4 separate regions of the Mus musculus genome follow, and all the other regions are linked to region 1. Evidence: chromatin contacts called from public Hi-C and HiChIP or PLAC-seq data. All regions are on one chromosome and are shown on one strand. Each heading gives the region's core, a stretch centred on a gene start, on an enhancer-like site or on the middle of the called end of the contact. The rest is flanking DNA. Distances are from core to core; before and after follow the strand shown.

Region 1 (2,700 bases), core at 50-2,549:
GAAATAGCAGGGTACACTCGGGAGGTACAGCTCCAAAACTCAGGAGGCTGAGGCAGGAGGATCGCTTGTTCTCAGAAGTTCAAGACCAACTTAGGCACACAGCATGACTCCATCTCAGAAGGATGCCAAAAGAATCCTGGTGAGAAAATAAAACCCCAACTGGATGTCAAGTGTTGCTTTGCCTCCAGCTAGCTCCCAACTCCTTTGTTTCATTATATTATTATTACATTCAGTGTGTACACATGTGCGCATGCGTGCCACAGAGAGAAAGAGTGTGTGTGTGTCTGTGTGTGTGTGTCTCTGTGTGTGTGTGTCTCTGTGTGTGTCTGTGTGTGTGTCTGTGTGTGTGTGTCTGTGTGTGTGTCTGTGTGTGTGTCTGTGTGTGTGTGTGTGTCTCTGTGTGTGTATGTCTCTGTGTGTGTCTGTGTGTGTGTCTGTGTCTCTGTGTGTGTGTGTCTGTGTGTGTGTGTGTCTGTGTTTCTGTGTGTGTGTGTCTGTGTATGTGTGTCTGTGTGTGTGTGAGTGTGTGTGTGTGTCTGTGTGTGTGTGTGTGTCTGTGTGTCTGTGTCTGTGTGTGTGTCTGTGTGTGTGTCTGTGTGTGTGTCTGTGTGTGTGTGTGTCTGTGTCTCTGTGTGTGTGTGTGTCTGTGTTTCTGTGTGTGTGTGTGTGTCTGTGTGTGTGTGTCTGTGTCTGTGTGTGTGTGTGTGTGTCTGTGTGTGTGTCTGTGTGTGTGTGAGTGTGTCTGTGTGTGTGAGTGTGTGTGTGTCTGTGTGTGTGTGAGTGTGTGTGTGTCTGTGTGTGTGTCTGTGTGTGTGTGAGTGTGTGTGTGTGTATTACAGGAGTAGGTTCTCTCCTTCTGCTATGCGGAAGCCAAGGGATCAAACTCAGGTCATCAGGCTAGACCGGCAGGGCTTTTCCAGCTGAGCTGTCTCACCTGCCCTCCTTGATTTAACGTATCAAAGCCGCATAGCCAGAGACCTGCAGAGAATGCACCTGGGGCACAAAGAAAATATTTACTGGAATGAGAATTAAAAGTGATTTTGAAGTTACAATTTTACCCCTGGTAATTTGGCAGATTCAGTTATTTTGTGTCAAATACATGTTAAAAAGAAAAGTATATATCACACAGGAAGCAATTACCATTTCCATGAGAATGTTAATTATATTTACTACCAGAGTTTAGTCAAGCAAAGCAAATCAATTACTGAACCCGACATTCATTCTTTAAATGTAGGATGCTGTTTAGGAGCGAAACGCACGTGCCTCTAGTGCCCCCTTGCGGTCAATTTGTACAAAAGTGTCTCCTGACTCATTTCAAATGCTGCTTTAAAAGTGTATTTTGGGGTTTCCCATGTACTACGGGTATTTCCTCCATAGGGGGCACTAATCAATATCTATCCCCCACCTACAACAGTCCCAAAGACAAACTAAGATTCACCCTGCGTAACCAATGAGTTTACTGGGCCTACTTAAAGACCATGGATGAGGGGTTACTGACAGGAGTGTGTGTGACCCTGAGGAACCACACTGGAATATCTTCACGCAGCGACAGGAACTGGCTTCCCCGTAGCAACCGATGGAGTCCAGTTGTTCTCATCGTCTTCCCCACCAGAGACCCCAAAGGTCACTGGCAGCCAAGACAAATGGCAAAGAGAACTAGCTGGTGGCTCAGGTGAGTATCCAAAGACGCTCCCGATCCCTCGTGAGAGAATGCCAACAAACTCGGCTGCGGTGACCTTATGCAAACATATGATGATGGTAATTTCTTCGGGGGCGGGGGAAGACAGTGCCATACAACTCTACATCATCCATTACTCTAATGAGGGTTATCTGGACCAAAAACAGAACAAAAATGAGAGGAATAAAGGCTGAGAAATTTTCCTCAATAACCTATAAAGATGAAAGGATGACAGTGATACCATGAGAATTAAGGGCAGAAATTTGGGTACCATCTCAGCAAGATAAGCAAGGTCCCAAATAAAGGAATGAGTTCAATTTCCAACGAGGGTGGGATCCATCAAAGACCCTGCGTCATTTAGCTGTGAGTGTGTAGGGACCACAGCACAGAGACTAGTAACGATTCATCAGTCATTCTGACACTGGGGAAGTCTGTCCTCCACTAGACTCTTGCCTTTGATAAGCAGGTCTACTCTGACTAAAAACAGTTTCTTGCTTTTGACTAAAATGACAGCATTTGAGTGTTGGTAGCAGGGCAGTTTCGAGCCATACACTGCATTCTAAATATGAATTAGCTTATATATAAGTAGTAAAACTTGTAGGAAAGAAAGCTTCAAAATATAGAAGTCATAGAAAAACAAGAAAGGGGCAAAGGTTATGAATTCTTTCACATCGGTCTAAAAATCTTCCCTGACAATGTCATTCGGAGTCTGGTACAAAGTGATTATGTGCTGTTGCCCTGTTTAGATGTGTGTGTGTGTGTGTGTGTGTGTGTGTGTGTGTGTGTGCACGAGTGTGTGTGTGTCTGTGTCTGTGTGTGAGCATGATTATGTGTCTGTGTGTGTGAGCATGAGTGTGTGTGTCTGTGTGTGTGAGCACGAGTGTGTATGTGTGCGTGTGTCTGTGTCTGTCTGTGTGTGAGCATGAGTGTGTGTGTCTGTTTCTGTGTGTGTGAGCACGAATGTGTGTGTGTGTGTCTGTGTGTGAGCACGAGTGTGTGTATGTGTCTGTGTGTAAGCACGA
Region 2 (2,700 bases), core at 98-2,597, 150 kb before region 1:
GCCAGAGTACCGTTATTGCACCAATGGGTACAACTTACCTGGTAGGTCGGTACTGGACCCTGTCTATGATTTTTTTTTTCATATTTAGTTCAGTTCATATGTTTAGGTGTATAGTCCATTTTGAATCAACCTAGGACATTAGTGCCAAACATGACCTAAAGTTCTTTATTTTGCCTATGAATAGCTAATTATAATAGTACTATTTGGGGCTCTATATGTTTGTGGTATATGCATGATTGTATTGTACGAATACAGATGTGTGTGCCAATGTAAGCTCATGCAGAGGCCAGACGAGGATGTTGGCTTACTCTATCATTCTCTACCTTATTCACCGAGATGCGACCTCACTGACCTTGAAGTTCAGTGTTTTGGCTAGGCTGCTGGTGAGCACTCAGGCTCTGTGCCGTGCTACCAGGCTCACTTGTATATAAATAGTGGGCATCTGGACTCATATCCTCATACTTACACAGCAGGGCTCTTACCCACTGAGACATTGTTCCAGCCTCATCCTCTGACTCTTAATCTCTCTGTATCTTCATACTGGGGGTGCCAGCTGTCACCTCCTCTGGATCATGAGATCTTCTGAGCCTCTTTCTGTCAATGGCAGAACTCAGTTTCATGTGGCTTTAGGACTCAGGCCCTTATTTCCTAGTTGATTATTTGCCAAGGGACATTCTCAGGTCCTGGAAGCCACTTCTCGACCTTTGTTTTAAACTCATTCATCTATAAACCCAGGACCATGTGTGTCCTTCTAAAGCTCTCAGCTCCTCCAATTTTCTCTTTTGCTACCAAATGGAGAAATGTCACTGCTTCTTAAATAACAAAAAACAAAGGTAATAGTATCTTACTTAAAATGGACACGCATACATATTTTTCAAAAAAAAAAAACATGACTACCAAATACATTTTTATCTTTTTATTTCTGTTGAAAATAGATTCTTCTCTTATACAATACATCCCAACCATGCTTTCCCTTCCCTCCCGACATTCAGCATCATTACTCATAGAGTGAAATTCCAACTGTTTGCTTTGTGCTGACTGAACAGTTTGGTTCTCTGATACAGGGTCTCAAATATCCTATGCTAGCCTCAACCTCTAGATGTAACAAAGGATAAGTTGGATCCTATGATCCCTCCTACCTCTTGCTCCAATAATAGTAATAATAATAATAATAATAATAATAATAATAATAATAATAATAATGCTGAGATTATGCCCAGTTTATAATGGATCAAATCTAGAATTTTGTGCACAAGAGGCAAGTCTTCTACCAACAAGAGGGAAGCTACATCTCTTGGCCTGTTGTTACCAGATCTCCTCACACTCACAGAGGTGTGAAGGAAACGGTCTTCATCTTACCATGGAGCTTGGCAACACTTTTGCATTAACGAAGGAATAGCAAACAAGTTTCCTTCTACTTGTAGGGAAAAAATAATAACCTGTATGATTTCCGTATTTATTTACCATCTTTCCCCACAGAAAATGCCACAAGTGTTTTCAATTTTCCACCAGAGGGACACCCTGAAACACTCAGAATTGTTTAGCCTAGAAATGCTAGTGGTTTTAGAGTCAGCAATGCTGTTTAGAACTTTTTTTTTTGAAAACAGCTACAGTAAATGATAAGTGAGTTTCCTGAGCCCAACCTCTAAACCAACACATAACTGATGAAGTCATATGCTCAAGTGCTTTTTTTTCTTTTGTCCTTCTGTAAAAGAGGAAGAATGGCGAAGGGATTTTCTCCCTGGACTGTTTTTGACTTCAGAAACTTGAGACCACAATGATATTATTCTCAAATGAAACTGCTGACAACTTTCTTTCTGTTCCTATCAACTTCCTCTGTTGTTTCATCATTTCCTCTATAGAAGTCAGAGCCTATTCATAGCAAGCCATTTGCTTCATAGTTGAGCTTATTGAAGGTGGCACCAAATGACCCTGTCCAAAGAGTAGCGTCACCTACAGCTGGAAAGTGTGGCAGCTACAGAGCAGAGCAGCGCTCCTATTCACCACCACCACTTCCTCAAGAACACAGACTACTCTGGACAGCAACATCTTAGCATAATGAGTATCAATGAGAAATGGGTAGTGTGGGAGCAATACAGAGTCCAGGGAATACCCACCTGGGTCTTACTGGGTTCTTCAGGTGGCACAGGGTGATTCTTTGAGATTTTGAGCCAGCAAAAATCTTGGAACAGCTTTAGTAAAATGTCTTCAGCATACACTCTCAAACTATTTCTAAAATTCCCAGAACTGGAATTCCTGTCACTCTCCAATGAGTTCCCATAGACATGCCTCCACTTAGAAGAGGAAGGGGTTGTTGATATCTTTATAAATTGACTTTTTCTCTTTCTGCTTCTTAATGATGTATTGCAGTCTGCCATTCTATCTATTGCACTCTTTGCCTCTCGATTCGCGTCTTTGTATCTTTGAGTCTTAAACAATGGTGAGTGACGTTTTAGTTTCAGAGGGATAGAGCCCATGACCATGGTGGCAGGGAGTGTGGCAGCATGAAAGCAGGCATGGAGCAAGAAGAGTCGGCAGCTGAGACCTCACAAAGGAAGACTCAGCCACGAGGCACCTCCATTTTTAAGAATCTTAATTGAGGCATAACATGCTAATGGTTTCTGTCAGAGTCCCATAGGGAATAAGATTTAGCAACTTATGCCGAGATTACTATTGACCAAGACATGAATGACTACAGAA
Region 3 (2,700 bases), core at 13-2,512, 220 kb before region 1:
AGATTATTTTTTCTCCCAAACAGAAAAAAAACTCCTTATATTATGGGGATATATATATATCCCCATAATATAAGTTTTTATAGTGCAGTTTTGTTTATTTCCCTCAGGGAGAATCACGGCCCAGAGTCCTGTTTTATCCTCTCCTTTCTTGGTATATAGTCAGCAACTATATTGGTAAATTAAACCTGATATTGCTTAGATGCTATTGGTTCAGTTTTTTTTTTACAAGATATTATAATGTTATTTGTGTGAGATTTTTTAGAGATTCATCATTTCCCTTTGACATCTGCCTACTCCATTTCTGGAGGGAAGGAAGACAAAATACCTCTCAGAGATAGGAGTCAGTCTTAGCCATAATATATATATATATTATGAGTACATTGTCACTCTCTTCAGACATATCAGAAGAGGGTGTCAGATCCCATTACAGATGGTCATGAGTCACCATGTGGTTGCTGGGAATTGAACTCAGGATCTGGAAGAGGCACCTCTCCAACCCAATATATTTTTTAATTCAGGTGGTGCAAGGATATTAAAATAAACCCTAACATCCCTGATGATCGTGTGTGTGTGTGTGTGTGTGTGTGTGTGTGTGTGTGTGTGTGTGTACATATACATCTGTATTTTTATAAAGCATCATTATCTTTACTAACCACTGTAATTGAACTAATAAAATTTGCTGCTAGTCTTAACTACCAAGATGAATATATTTGGGCTTATTAACAAAACTCACAGAGGCTTCCTAATATTTTATTCGGAAACCAAGTGGCTGAGCTCTCCCTGGGAGCTGCCCAAGCTACACATGGCCTTTGGGCTATAAATGACTCATCGATGGACAGCCACACAGGCAGCTTGGGAATTTCCATCCTTGTTCTGGTGAGCTTCCAAGGCTATAACTGAGGATTCTCACCTGTCTGCTTCTTCCTCAGGCTTCCCAGCAGAGAGTGAGTAGACCATATCAGTGGCAAGTGTGAGACAGAGTTCCTGAAGAGTGAGAAAGTCTTACTAATGTGTGCGGACAGAAGGTCAGGCGCCTCATTATACACCTCCAAAGCCTTCTCCAAACCCTCTGGAGACCTGACTTCTTATTTACCTTATAATCCCACCATCTCATGTGAAAGAAGCCAATGAGCTTAATTTGAATGTCTGCATCTCAGACCTCATTTCTAAACTCTATTTCTGTTCCTCTAAGCCCCTTTGTCAGTTAGGTCATATGGCTCACAGGATTCTCTGCTATGTGTGACTCATTTGAGTCATTTCTTGTGGCCAAAAGAACCCCCCAGAGCATTTACCTCTAATGTCTCAGTGGCCTTCCACCTTCCAACAACCCCTAAACTCTGGCCATTCCTTCTTGAACATTTGGAACATTCTCAGTTACAAGTTCTCAGTTTGAAACACAAGTGTCCACCTTTACTTCCTTTGGGTGTTTTCCCCCCATTGGGCGTCTTCTTGAAGCCAACACCCAAAGCTAAGGCTTTGAAACGTTTTACAGCTCAAGTTAGTAGCACTTTCAGTGAAACAGCTGTGGTATTGTCATGTGATTTCCTTTTACCAGAGTTAGTTTCATTATCACTAATGAGAAATTGAACTAGAATTTCTGTGGCAGGAGGGATAACACAGTTCTGGTCTGTTGCCCATGGTTGGGCATGGCTGAAACTCATTGACCTTTTCCTCAAAGTCTTTCAGACTTGGGTACTGCAGAAATTCCACAAACATTCGTCTGACCAATTTAAAAAAAAAAAAAAAAACACCTTTTGGGGGAAGTTGACCATCTTATTAGCCTCACCATGTAACTCTGATCTTAGGGTCTGTGGTGGAATAACTGCCAAAACATACACAGGCACTACCTTGAAAACCCTAAGCCAACATTCACCAGACATCAGGTTGCATGATTAGAAACATAATATTACCATAAGCCCTTAGTCTACCTGGTGTTACCGTTTGAAAATGGTATGTCCACTGTCTGCTTCTGTGTTTGAATACTTGGTGGTGCTGTTTGGGGAAGCTGTAGAACTTTTAAGACAAAGGGACTGGTGGCGCACGCCTTTAATCCCAGCACTTGGGAGGCAGAGGCAGGCAGATTTCTGAGTTGGAGGCCAGCCTGGTCTACAGAGTGAGTTCCAGGACAGCCAGGGCTATACAGAGAAACCCTGTCTCGAAAAACAAAACAAAAGAAAACAAAAACAAACAAACAAAAAAGTCATAAGGACTGGCTGGTGGAAATAGGACACTTGAATCAAGTCTTGAGGCTATAACCTAGTCTTGTAAGAGCTCCGTGCTTCCTGAAGTGGACATATAGAAGCGGTGTCACCAGCTCCTAGTAACCTAGCAAAGACAGCCCTGGCTGACTTACTTTCCCCGATATGATGGACTTTCTTCCCCAAAACCTTTTTGTCTATCCTTCCTTAAGTTGATTTTTATAAGGTCACAGCAATGACAAAGGTAAGTAATAAAAAAAAGAATGTATCCTAAGAAGCTTATTTATTGCTGTAGTTTACAGGCCTTTGGAACTGGTTTGAGGGACAAGTATGGAAGTGTTTGTAGCTGTGGGGCAAAAAAAAGCCCATATAGGCTGTAAGTTGAGTTTAATGGGTTATTCTAGTGAGATATAAGATAGTGAGATAAAAAGATAAGCAGGGAAAACAATGTTTTTGGAAATGCCAAAGGGGAATAAGGATTATAATGAGACTTGTGCTCAAA
Region 4 (2,700 bases), core at 86-2,585, 240 kb before region 1:
AGTCATACAAGTGACGCAAGAGCGAGACAGGAAAGGCCCAAAGGAAAATAAAATGTCATCATGCCTCAAGGCAACAGGTCCTTGATTCTGCCTCCCCTAGAATCAGGAGATGGGAGCACAGTCATTGGAGAAATCGGAAAGAAAATGAGTGTAAAATTTAATGATAACCACTCAAAATAGCTGCTACACAAGAATCTACAGCTAAAGTTAACTGTGCCCTCACAAACTTTCACCACAAACTTGCCTGACTCAAAGACACCTCAAGAGGACATGCCATCTCAACAGGTAAATGTTTGCACAAATATTGATTGCCAGCTACATAGTAAAGGATGCACCCATTTAAAAAAAAGAGTGAGATATACATGTATTGACTTAAGAGACATCAATGATAGCTTAGTCAATAAAGAAGGAAGGGCTGGGGGATAGCTCACTGAACAAAACAGTTGCTCCCTATTGCATTAGGACTGGAGTTCAGATTCCCAGTACCCACATAAAAGCCAAGTTGGAATCTGTTCTTATGATGGCTCAGCAGGTAAGCATGCTTTTGCCACCAAGGCTGACATTTAATTCAATCCCTCAGACCCATATATTAGAAGAAAACCAAGTCCTGGAAGCTGTCCTTTGGCCTCTACACTTGTGTTCTGGCAATGCATATACCTATTCACACGCATACATACATCATACATACATACATACATGCTTTTTTAAAAGGGTAGGTGGGTATGGCCGCCCACTTGGAATTTTAGCACTTTCTTGAGAGGCAGAGGTAGGGGATTCCTGAGATGAATGAGCTAAATCAACACGCTTCTGACCAAGGAAAACATCAGATATCAAACTCTGTCCTTTAATACTATACACACATATACATATACACACATACACACACATAAACACACACTCATACACACACACATATACCCAAGTCACACACACACAAACCACACACAAGAGGGTCAGGCAGAAAAAGAGGGACAGAAGGCAAACTGTCTCATCTCTCTCTCATTTGTGTTAGAAAGTCAACACACGTGTGTTTGGATACCCTTTTTCTAAATGTAGATCTAGAAGGATATATTTCATTAGCATTTCTTAACTCTGAGATAGAGAGTAGAAAGGTGTTAAACACCAGTCTGGAGAGATGACTCAGCACTTTAGAGCAGTAATGCTCATCCAGTCTTCAGGGACTCCATTGCCCTCCTCCAGCTTCTGTACTCAAGTGCACTTAGGTTTATAATTTTAAGTTTCTTAATACAATAAAAAATATTAAACAGTTGTTGATTGCTTATTTGCTTCCTCATTTTCTTTTGAGACAGAGCCTTGCTATGTAGGTCTGGCTGGACAGCAACTCACAGCCTCCTGGGTTCACAAGCCTGGGCCACTATGCCAGCTTAAACATTCCTTTACACAATTCTGCCTTGTCTAAATTGTTGTTCCAGTATGTATTGCCTTTGTTTTAAAGGGGGATAATTAGATGAGGGTAATTAGAAAGCTGTGTCAGCCCTGGTTTTGGTCTCATTCCCACTAAAGAACTTCCTCTTGAATGCCAGGGCCAGGAAGCAGGAGTGGGTGGGTTGGGGAACAGGGCTGGGGGAGGGTACAGGGGACTCTCAGGATAGCATATGAAATGTAAATGAAGAAAATATCTAATAAAAAAAAGAACTTCCTCTTGGAGTTTTAGCATTATTAAATGGACTTAATTGCTATGAAAACTCATTCTACTTTTAAAACATAAAAATGTCTTTCTCTGGTTGGTTACATATATTCTAGACTGTTCTATATGCCTACAAGACTACTACATGTTTGAAATATGGTTAAATCTATGTTTAAAATGATTAAGATTGATCTCCTTTTTAAATGTGGCCACTACAAAGTTCAAAATCACATATATGGCTTGCATCTTATTCAGTGGATCAGTGCTGCTCTAGAAGTTGTGGGGTTTGGGGTTTGGTTTCTTGTATTTGGGGTTTTGGGGTTTTTTTGTTTTTGGTTTTTGTTTTTGTTTTTGTTTTTTGTTTTTTTTGTTTTTTTTTTTCATCAGTTCATTTCATCTTAACCTATCAAATTCAAGCCTGCAGTTGCTTCAACCATTTACCAGCTGTTATCTGAGTTTCATACCCCAGGAATTCTCTGACACACATTAGGCACTCAACAAAAATGTGCTGTCACTAAGCTGAGTGGCGGTGCTATGCAGGAAAGAGGTGTACTGGGAGGTTGATGGCAAAGTGACGCCTCAGGCGTGAGTGACTGAGAGATCATCAGTGTCTGGAACTGCAATACGTTTCCAGGGTAACAGGTAGGGCAAAAGTCAAGACTACAGAGGTCATGAAGTAAATAAGGGCTGTGTTTAACTGGGAACTGGGAATTTAGATGCCTTTCTTAGCAAGGATAGAGATGGTCTAGGAATGGCTTTAGGGAAAGCTTTCAAAGAAATAATGTTTATGTACAATCTTATAAAGGAAGTAATGATTCTCAGTCATTACTACCACACATCATTTCTATTTGTCCTCGTAATTCTTCAACTTTTAATTAGGTAAACAATGTAGAAGATACAAGTTGTTAGGTGAAAATTGAAGCCGAGGGCCTCAGATATCTGTGTTTGAGTTATGGATCAAGAAGGCCACATCCAAGACAGCACAATCTGTTACCTTCCCTAACTGTGTAGTGACACCCCATTGCTGAAGATGTCACACTTTGTCTATGTGA

Evidence for each region. HiChIP or PLAC-seq counts read pairs in DNA pulled down with a chosen protein or histone mark. Hi-C and Micro-C count contacts between places; a contact is called where the count stands out from the background.
Region 2: a Hi-C map of bone marrow-derived macrophages shows a contact between it and region 1, with 5 times the contacts expected there. The contact joins two enhancer-like sites. A contact is called at or near these places in 4 of 39 promoter capture datasets (the C10 cell line, liver, neutrophils and 1 more), 2 of 15 datasets of contacts at CTCF or cohesin (large pre-B cells and pro-B cells), 18 of 484 Hi-C or Micro-C datasets (B cells, the Ba/F3 cell line, CD8 T cells and 12 more), 1 of 115 datasets of contacts at active chromatin or transcription factors (bone marrow-derived dendritic cells) and 1 of 9 other capture datasets (bone marrow-derived macrophages).
Region 3: a contact with region 1 is called in a CTCF HiChIP or PLAC-seq map of pro-B cells, with 6 times the contacts expected there. The contact joins two enhancer-like sites. A contact is called at or near these places in 5 of 39 promoter capture datasets (the 3T3-L1 cell line, the C10 cell line, liver and 1 more), 3 of 15 datasets of contacts at CTCF or cohesin (CD8 T cells, the NIH/3T3 cell line and pro-B cells), 6 of 484 Hi-C or Micro-C datasets (B cells, CD4 T cells, CD8 T cells and 3 more), 2 of 115 datasets of contacts at active chromatin or transcription factors (bone marrow-derived dendritic cells and large pre-B cells) and 1 of 9 other capture datasets (embryonic stem cells).
Region 4: a Hi-C map of bone marrow-derived macrophages shows a contact between it and region 1, with 2.7 times the contacts expected there. The contact joins two enhancer-like sites. A contact is called at or near these places in 8 of 39 promoter capture datasets (the 3T3-L1 cell line, 3T3-L1-derived adipocytes, the HPC-7 cell line and 3 more), 2 of 15 datasets of contacts at CTCF or cohesin (CD8 T cells and large pre-B cells), 10 of 484 Hi-C or Micro-C datasets (3T3-L1-derived adipocytes, bone marrow, bone marrow-derived macrophages and 6 more), 6 of 115 datasets of contacts at active chromatin or transcription factors (embryonic fibroblasts, fibro-adipogenic progenitors, intestinal villus epithelium and 3 more) and 2 of 9 other capture datasets (adipose tissue and embryonic stem cells).

What each region holds. Positions count from the first base shown.
Region 1 is chr16:55,851,787-55,854,486 of GRCm38.p6, forward strand. All of the region lies in intron 4 of Nxpe3 (neurexophilin and PC-esterase domain family, member 3), which reads right to left. Among named protein-coding and RNA genes, the nearest start is that of Nfkbiz, 31 kb to the left of the region's middle. Within about 2 kb of position 1,300, at least 6 of the 459 cell types and tissues checked have an H3K27ac peak or open chromatin away from gene starts, as enhancers often do. A contact at or near this core is called in bone marrow-derived macrophages and pro-B cells, where this site is marked.
Region 2 is chr16:55,696,879-55,699,578 of GRCm38.p6, forward strand. No RefSeq gene overlaps it. Among named protein-coding and RNA genes, the nearest start is that of Gm23003, 100 kb to the left of the region's middle. Within about 2 kb of position 1,348, at least 54 of the 459 cell types and tissues checked have an H3K27ac peak or open chromatin away from gene starts, as enhancers often do. A contact at or near this core is called in bone marrow-derived macrophages and pro-B cells, where this site is marked.
Region 3 is chr16:55,635,514-55,638,213 of GRCm38.p6, forward strand. No RefSeq gene overlaps it. Among named protein-coding and RNA genes, the nearest start is that of Gm23003, 42 kb to the left of the region's middle. Within about 2 kb of position 1,263, at least 145 of the 459 cell types and tissues checked have an H3K27ac peak or open chromatin away from gene starts, as enhancers often do. A contact at or near this core is called in bone marrow-derived macrophages and pro-B cells, where this site is marked.
Region 4 is chr16:55,615,461-55,618,160 of GRCm38.p6, forward strand. No RefSeq gene overlaps it. Among named protein-coding and RNA genes, the nearest start is that of Gm23003, 22 kb to the left of the region's middle. Within about 2 kb of position 1,336, at least 20 of the 459 cell types and tissues checked have an H3K27ac peak or open chromatin away from gene starts, as enhancers often do. A contact at or near this core is called in bone marrow-derived macrophages, where this site is marked.